Regions from separate parts of the Pan troglodytes genome. Here region 1 is linked to region 2. The links are chromatin contacts, called in public HiChIP or PLAC-seq maps. All regions are on one chromosome and are shown on one strand. Each heading gives the region's core, a stretch centred on a gene start, on an enhancer-like site or on the middle of the called end of the contact. The rest is flanking DNA. Distances are from core to core; before and after follow the strand shown.

Region 1 (4,396 bases), core at 1,627-4,126, 180 kb after region 2:
GTCTATTTAATGTAAATATAATTATTCATCAAGTATTTATTAAGTATGTGTCAGGTTCCACCCTAGACACCACTTTCTTACCCTTCCACGTAATTTTTTTTCGGTGAAAGAACATTTTTTAAAATTAAAAATAAGCTTTCTAAAAATGGGGAGATGTTGGTCAAAGGATACAAAGTTTTGGTTATACAAGATGAATAATTTCTGGAGATGTAATGCACAGCATGGTAACTATTGTTAATAATACTGTTTGCATAGTTGAAATTTGTTGAGAGTAAATCTTAAATGTTCTCACCATGCTGGCAGGCAGTAAATATAAGAGGTGATGTATATGCTTATTAGCTTGATTGCGGTAATCATTTCACAATGTGTTTATATATCAAAACATCACATCGTATGCCTTAAATATATATAATTTTGTGAATTATACCTCAGTAAAGCTGAAATTTAAAAAAAAAAGTTTTCTTAATACAATAATAGGCAAATTCGGCAGTCTGGCACAGTGGCTCTCACCTGTAATCCCATTACTTTGAGAGACTGAGGCAGGTAGATGTCTTGAGCCCTAATTGTTGTTCAGGACCAGTATGGGCAACATGGCGATCCCCGTTTACACCCAAAAAATACAAAAATTAGCTGGGCTTGGTGGCATGCACCTGTAGTCCCAGCTACTTGGGAGGCTGAGGTGGGAGAATTGCTGGACCCCAGGAGGCTGAGGCTGCAGTGAGTCACGACTGTGACACTGCACTGCAGCCTAGGAGACAGGGCAAGCCACTGTCAAAAAACAAACAAACAAACAAAAACAAAAAACCAGCAACGATCAGTTTCAATACTTTTGTAAATATGCTTCCAACTTTTATCTACATTTTTGAACTGTTAAACCAAATTTTTCAGTTAACACTTTATAAATTAACATTCTTTGGCTAGGTGCGGTGGCTCACGCCTGTAACCCCAGCACTTTAGGAGGCCTAGGCGAGCAGATCACTTGAGACCAGGAGTTTGAGACTAGCCTGGCCAAAACAGCAAAACCCTGTCTCTACTGAAAATACAAAAATTAGCCAGGCGTGGTGGTGCACGCCTGTAATTCCAGCTACTCCGGAGGTTAAGTCATGAGAATCCTTTGAACCTGGGAGTTGGAGATGCAGTGAGCCGAGATCACGCCACCGCACTGAGCCTGGGCGACAGAAACTGTCTGAAAACAAAACAACACAAAACAACCATTATTCTACATTAATGGTTGTTAAAGGTTAATAGTTCATTTTCTGGGTGTATGACAGTTTTAAAGACATAACTTTTAATACTGGATTCAGCCTACTGTTGTTAGCTTTTTGCAGTTATATATGAAGACTATGATGAACATCATTGTAGGTATTCATCTTTGCATATATCCTTAGACATTTCCTTATAGTCTAAGAACTAGCATTTCTAGTGGAGTGGGGACATTTTTCCAGATGTCCATTTAAGAATTATCATTCCATTAGTTAAAAAATTTGCAGGCTATATATTCAAAGGGGATCCCTTCTGTTTGGAATTCAACATAACCAGTTAGCTCAAACCTCAACTCTTGAAAAATGTGTCTCCTTTACTCAACAAACATTTAGAGAATACTGAGTATGAGGAATAAAAAAAGATAAATAAGATCCTGTACTGGGCAGGTAATCTACTGTAGTATGCAGATTCGTTATCAAACAGACTACAATGTATTTAAATTCTGTAGGCGATGAATGCACAAGGCCCTTAAGCTGCATTGAAGGCTGCCTAAGGCAGTATACAAAATCAGTGCTGAATATTTGTTAACACTTAAGGAGAATGTACGTTTTAATTTTCATGTTTGATGCTTGGGGAAAAGATTACATCGCACCACCTATCTTCCCCATATATTGATTATTCGTGTTTCTCACTTCCATGGTAGTGTGCACGTTATTTGCTTAACTTTGGCATATAAATTCAGAAGAAATATCATTTAACTCTGTGCCTAAGGAGGGTATTTAGAAATAACCGACGCAGCTAACATGAGAAGGCAAAAAAAAAAAAAAAAAAAGAAAAAAGAAAAAAGAAAAAATCACACTAACGGACTTTTTTTTTTTCTAACAACAAAAAACCGTGAGACTTCACTTGGGGTAACCATAACGTCGTCAAGGCTGTGGCGTCACGCCTCTAAGCGGATACGGCAGAAGTTTTGGGGCCAGACACAAGACTTCCACGTTTGAATGGGCAGCGCAAAACCCAGGCAAGTTTTCCGGTAGTGCCGCCGACCCCTGTCAGGCACAGAAGACACAGCGAGAACCATCAGCCGTTATGAAAGCCTAAAACACTGAGCTCGCGTCCTGCCAAGCAGCCGGCTCACAAACCTACGCCTCCGAGCGCTCCCTGGAGGTCCCGCCCACTCTTCTCTCCCGAGCCGGCTAGAGGTCTGGAAGAGGGCGGGCCAAGGGTGAGGAGGGCAGTATGCGCATGCGCGCTCAGGACCCAGTCAGTGAGCCAATAAGGAATCTCGCGAGTGTTGAAAGTCGGTGGCGTAGGTAGTCGTCCTGGATGCTGGCGAGATAGATGATATCTTCCAGAGGAAGAGGAGGAGGCGGCGAAGCGTTTTCCCAGCCTCAGTCTCTCTTTCGTTTTCCTTTTCCCTCCCCCCAACCCTCCGCCCTTCTCTAAATCAGCCGGCCTTCCTTGACCTCGGTGACCCGTCTGGCCCCGCCCACCCCCGTCGACGTGATTCCCGCCGTGAGGTAAGCGCCGGTGGAACCTAGAGCCCCGCGGAAGAGCAGAACGTTTGGGAGTGTGCAGCTCCTGGGTCCGGCTCAGGCCCGTCGCGGAGGCGCGGCGCAGGGGAGCGCTCGGGTGGGAGTCTCGCTCCTCCACCAGTTTATTGCGACGTAGCATCCAGGCCTAGGCCTCCCCGTCCATCCCCGCCGGACTCGGGCCTCTGGCAGCAGCGGGTGACGCAGACGGAACATCATGTCGTCCGCGGCCGAGCCTCCGCCACCCCCGCCTCCCGAGAGCGCGCCTTCCAAGCCCGCAGCCTCGATCGCCAGCGGCGGGAGCAACAGCAGCAACAAAGGCGGCTCCGAAGGCGTCGCGGCGCAGGCGGTTGCGTCTGCGGCCAGCGCGGGTCCCGCAGACGCCGAGATGGAGGTGAGGGCGACTTGCGGCATGGGGAGCGGGTGCAGCGGGGAGGAGGAGCTGGCTCCCTCGCCGGATCGTGGCGATCGGACGCAGAGCCGGGTTTCTCTCTCTGCACCAGACTCAGCTTCACACCCTGTGGATACGAAATGATGCTCTCACTCTTGCTCCCTTGTTCTTAACCTATTCGAGCCAAGCAAAATGGATTTCTGGCTCCTCACATTTAAATTATTTGTCTCTTTCGTGAATCTTGACAAATCTTTGAACGCTCTCAGTGAACAGATGTTCTTGGTTACCGTGGCCCGGGGGACCCATCGTTTTTTTCCCACTAGACTCCCATAATTCCCTCTCCTACCTCTGAATGTGGTTTTTAGTTTCCACCAAACTTCGGGGAAGGGCGAGGAGATGACCCCTTAGGAGCGGGATGCACGGGCGGGGTGAAGGAGGCATTTAAAAGCAGCGCGTCCGAGGACTTGGGCCTCCTTTTCTTCTTCCCGGTCCTTGCAGGGGCGGTATCTGTTGTGGGCAGAAACAATGGCGAGAGCTGGATGGCCGAGTGCGCAGTGGGGATAAGCGGGGCGCAGCTGCTTCTGTGAAGGGAGAGAAGGCCCCTCCCAGGCACTATTCCACTGGAAGGGAAGCAACCAAGGCAGCAGCAGCTGTCTCGGATCCCCCATCTAATTTAGGGGGGATGAATAAGTGTAGGAATGAATTAGAGAACCAGGCGCAGTTGGTTGGCTCTCAATCCGGCACTTTTCTCTTTTTGGCCTCTGGCCTTAAGAAAAAAAAAATTAGTACCACTCGCTGCCGAGACTTATGGGTTTGGGTTGGGCAGGGGATGCTGACAGTACTGAGGGGGCTGGAAAGATGGGGGAAGCTGCCAGGCGGGTAAATTGGATATGCTTCCAGGCTTTGCATCTGGGGACAAAGTAATTGCTCCTTCCAATTTTTATTTTCTTGGCCTTCGACCTGTTTTGAGATATTTTGTAAGTCGGAGCCTAAAGATTTCTGGGATTTTCCTATCCTTAGACAGAATGAAAGTAATACTGCTCCGAAGATGAGTCTTGATGCAGAATCATTATACAGTAAGGAAATGGTAGCGTAATTTACCATTGAGGCTTTTGGCACAGTAGTTATATTTGGGTAGCTGGGGTTAAGTAACATTAATGTTAGTAATCATTTAAAGAACTTTTAGTGGTGAGGGTAGGTTTAGTGACATAGGAACTCCTGATAGTTCCTGTAGTTTTGAGTGATTAAGATAAGATTACTTTCAAATTAA
Region 2 (3,849 bases), core at 991-3,490:
TGGTCTCAAACTCCTGGCCTCAAGTGACCTGCTCACCTAGACCTCCCACAGTGCTGGGAATACAAGCGCGAGCCATCGCGCCCGACTAACCGACCAACACTACCATTTCTTTTCTTTTCTTTTTTTTTTTTTTTTAGAGACGCAGTCTCGCTCTGTCGCCCAAGCTGATGTGCAGTAGCGCGATCTCGGCTCGCTGCAACCTCCGCCTCCCGGGTCAAGCGATTCTCCTGCCTCAGCCTCCCGAGTAGCTGGGACTACAGGCGCACGCCACCACGGCTAATTTTTTGTATTTTAGTAGAGACGGGTTTTCACTGAGTTGCCCAGTCTGGTCTCAAATTCCTGAGCTCAGGCAATCCACCCACCTAGGCCTCCCAAAGTGCTAGGATTACAGGCGTGAGCCACCGCGCCTGGCCAACACTACCATTTCTATTTCTCATTAAACTTCTGCAAAATCGGTGTTACAATTCCCATTTCACATATCGGGAAACTGAGACTCAGAGACATTGTGTAATTTACCCAAGGTCACGACTACTCAGTTGATGACCTGAAAAGTGCATCCAGATCTGCAAGAAGTTCCGCCCTTGTGATACTGTTAAGCGCCTGCCAAAAGATGAAGGTCTCTAAACCCCAGTGGGAACCAGGCTTTTTCAGATTTTTCTTTTTTGAGACTGAGTCTCAATCTGTAGTTTTGTTGACCCTTTATTTGCTTACTACCCTATGCCACTACCTCCATATATGCAGGGACCTTTGTCTTGTCACCACTCCAGCACCTAATTTCTTATTACAATCATCTAACATTTTCAAACTCAGAGGAGCTTCAGAATATGAATGTTGTGTTAATAAGAAAATGACTGAAGTTATGTCTTTCCAGAAATGCTCATTTATGTCGTCATATTTTTAGCACTTTTATCTGATTATATTACCTGCTGAAATTTGCTTTGGGGCTTTTTCACAAATAAATTGGAGAAGATGTTTCTATTACAGAATCATGTTAAACTCAGGACCAGTATAATAATTGTGAAACACACAAGGAAGTAGGCAAATAGAACTAGGGTACCCAGTAAATTTCCTTCCTTCTTTCTCTCTCTCTCTTTTTTTTTTTTTTTTTTTTTTTTTGACGGAGTTTTGCTCTTGTTGCCCAGGCTGGAGCGCAGTGTCGCGATCTCGGCTCACCGCAATCTCCGCCTCCCGGGTTCAAGCTATTTTCCTGTCTCAGCCTCCCGAGTAGCTGGGATTATAGGCGCGCGCCACTACGCCCGGCTAATTTTTGTATTTTTAGTAGAGACTGGGTTTCTCCATGTTGGTCAGGCTGGTCTTGAACTCCCGACCTCAGTTGATCCGCCCGCCTCGGCCTCCCAAAGTGCTGGGATTACAGGCGTGAGCCACCGCGCCCGGCCAAGTGTCCCTCTTCTAGTCCAGCATCCGAACAGTAGATTTCAAACAAATACAAAGTTAAGTGGAATAGGCAACAAATGGAAGGGGTGTGAGACTTCAAAATGTCCCAGAGATAGGACCCAACCAAATCCTTGGCCTCGCCAAGCGCCCCCATCACTCTGGCAGAACAGCTCCAGAGACCAGCCCTGGCCAGCCCTGGGTCCCCATCTGTCCTCCCCTCCAAGCTGGTAGCTCCCGCGCCCTCTTGGTCTGTCCTTTAATCTCGCGCGGCGGGGACCGGCAGGATGGTGGTCTCCCCGCGGCTTTGCCTTTCAGGCTCTCAAGTAAAGAAAACCCTCGAAACTCCTGATCTCGAGCACAGCACAGGCTCCGAACTGGCACCGGGCTGAGTCAAGATGGCAAGCCCCGGACTGAACATTCGAATGTCCCTCAGTCTTCCCCGCGCCCAAGCCCCGGTGCCTCTGCCCTAGCCGAGGCCTCTGCGGTCTTCCCGAGCGAGGAGCCGACTGGGGGCCGCCGGACGGCGGAGGACCCTGCTCCTGCTTCCCGAACTACAGATCCCAGGGTGCCTCTCGGACTCGCGCTCCCTCCCTCCCTTGCTCCCTCCCTTCGTCCGTCTCCTCCCCCGGCCCTTGTTGTTTTGGCTGGAAGCACTCCGGCGGAGTTTCAGAGAAAGTCTGGGCAGAAACCAGAGCCGGGCCTGAACGTGGGAAGGGGAGGAGGAAAGGGAGGAAGAGGGAGCCCGGCTGCCGGGAGAGGGAGGGAGGGATCGGGATCTGGGGCCGAGCCGCTCAGGACCTGCCGCGCGCCCCGGGGTGGGGGAGGCGGCGGGGGAGGAGCGCGAGGGGACGGGACAGCGGGATCCCTCCCAGGAGCCAAGCCGCCAAGCGCCTCGTTCCTCTGCTGCTCCCCGCCCTCTTCGGCGGCCGCGAGAGCGGACCCACCCTCCGGCTTGACCTGCGACCTCCCTGCGCCCGCCGCTCAGAAACGCCCCGCGCTTCGCTGCCAACCCTGCGGCTCCCTCTGTGACCCGGGACCAGCCCCGCGCCCGCTGCCCGTAGGCGGCTCGCGGCTTCCCCTTTCCTCGGCGTTCCCCGAGCGCCGCGAAGTGACCCACCCTCCCCCGAGGAGAGAGAAGGAGGATCACTCCGGGCGCATCGAAACCGAGGGCGGGCGGGCGGGCGAGCGGGCACCGCGCAGGGCATTGTGTGTGTGTGTGTGTGCAGCGCTGTGTCTGTTTCGGAAAGCGCTCTGGGGAGGTCTTGTCCCTAGGGGGCGGAGCGCAAAGGACAGAGGCTCCGGCACCGAGTCGGGGCAGAGTCCCGCTGAGTCCGAGCGCTGCTGAGGCAGCTGGCGAGACGGCACGTCTGGAGGCGAGGCGGGCGCACTGAAAGGAGGCTGGCGCGCCCGCGGCCCCGGCTCGCGTTCTGTTCAGGTTCGTGGGCCTGCTGAGGAGAGACTCGAACTCGTGGAACCCGCGCACCGTGGAGCCTGTCCGCCCAGTCCGTCCGGGGTGCGCGACCAGGAGAGCTAGGTTCTCGCCGCTGCGCGCTCGGCAGGCGTCGGCTGTGTCGGGAGCGCGCCCGCCGCCCCTCAGCTGCCCGGCCCGGAGCCCGAGACGCGCGCACCATGAGCGGTGGTGAAGTGGTCTGCTCCGGATGGCTCCGCAAGTCCCCCCCGGAGAAAAAGTTGAAGCGTTATGTAAGTAGAGCTGCGGGCACCACTCCGCGGGCCTCGGCGTCCACACCCCTCCCCAGTCGGCTCGCCGGCGGCTGCAGCTGGCCGCGCTCTGGGCTGGTTCTTAAACGAATGCCGGTCTCTTTCCCCTTGGCCCCTACCCCTGGCGGGCTCGGGACCCGGTGCCTTGCACTCCCTCACGCCCAGGCATCCACTTGGCCGGACAACTTTCTTCCTCCAGGTTCCAGACAGCCTGCTTTGCGGGCCTGTTCGCCCCATAAAAGGACCTAGACGTCCAGCTAAACTCCTGCTGCATGCTTTTCTTCTTCCTTAGGAAGGATGGGGTGCGATGGAGAGAGGAGCCTTCTTCCTGCTTTATTCCTGCATCTGATTATTGGGCTGATGTGTGCTAAAGCTCCCGCACCGGGAAAACTGCCGAGGTTTTAGGGCTCACTAGCCCTTTCTTTGGTGGGCGCTCCCTCTCCTCCGCCCCTCGAGATGGGTTGCGGGAAGCGGGCTGTGGAGCTGAGGAGTTGGTAGTAGAGACAAGCATATCGAACGCGCGCAAAAGGGAAAGAAAGAAAAGTTATTACGCGCCCTGCCGTTTGCTTAGCAGGGTTCACATTTTCGCGGTTTTGAATTGAGGGACTTTGGAGTTTGGCCCGGGAGCCTTGGCGGTTTGCTGCGAGAGGAGGGCGCTGGGGGGAGCCTAGTGGCTGGTGTTTGGGCGCCTTGGATGTGCTGTCAAACTCGGCAGGAGGGGACAGCTGAAGCCAG

The links. HiChIP or PLAC-seq counts read pairs in DNA pulled down with a chosen protein or histone mark.
Region 1: a contact with region 2 is called in an H3K4me3 HiChIP or PLAC-seq map of stem cell-derived excitatory neurons, with 4 times the contacts expected there. The contact joins the promoter of LOC107974423 here to the promoter of GAB1 in region 2. A contact is called at or near these places in 1 of 7 Hi-C or Micro-C datasets (stem cell-derived neural progenitor cells) and 1 of 1 datasets of contacts at active chromatin or transcription factors (stem cell-derived excitatory neurons).

Annotation. Positions count from the first base shown.
Region 1 is chr3:144,969,530-144,973,925 of NHGRI_mPanTro3-v2.0_pri, forward strand. LOC107974423 reads right to left here and starts at 2,877. Exons shown (of 2, transcript XM_016952276.2): 1 at 2,346-2,877; 2 at 2,152-2,252. The coding sequence starts at 2,877. The coding sequence ends at 2,152. SMARCA5 (SWI/SNF related, matrix associated, actin dependent regulator of chromatin, subfamily a, member 5) reads left to right here and starts at 2,738. Exons shown (of 24, transcript NM_001271659.1): 1 at 2,738-3,129. The coding sequence starts at 2,953.
Region 2 is chr3:144,789,560-144,793,408 of NHGRI_mPanTro3-v2.0_pri, forward strand. GAB1 (GRB2 associated binding protein 1) reads left to right here and starts at 2,241. Exons shown (of 10, transcript XM_003310530.7): 1 at 2,241-3,096. The coding sequence starts at 3,025.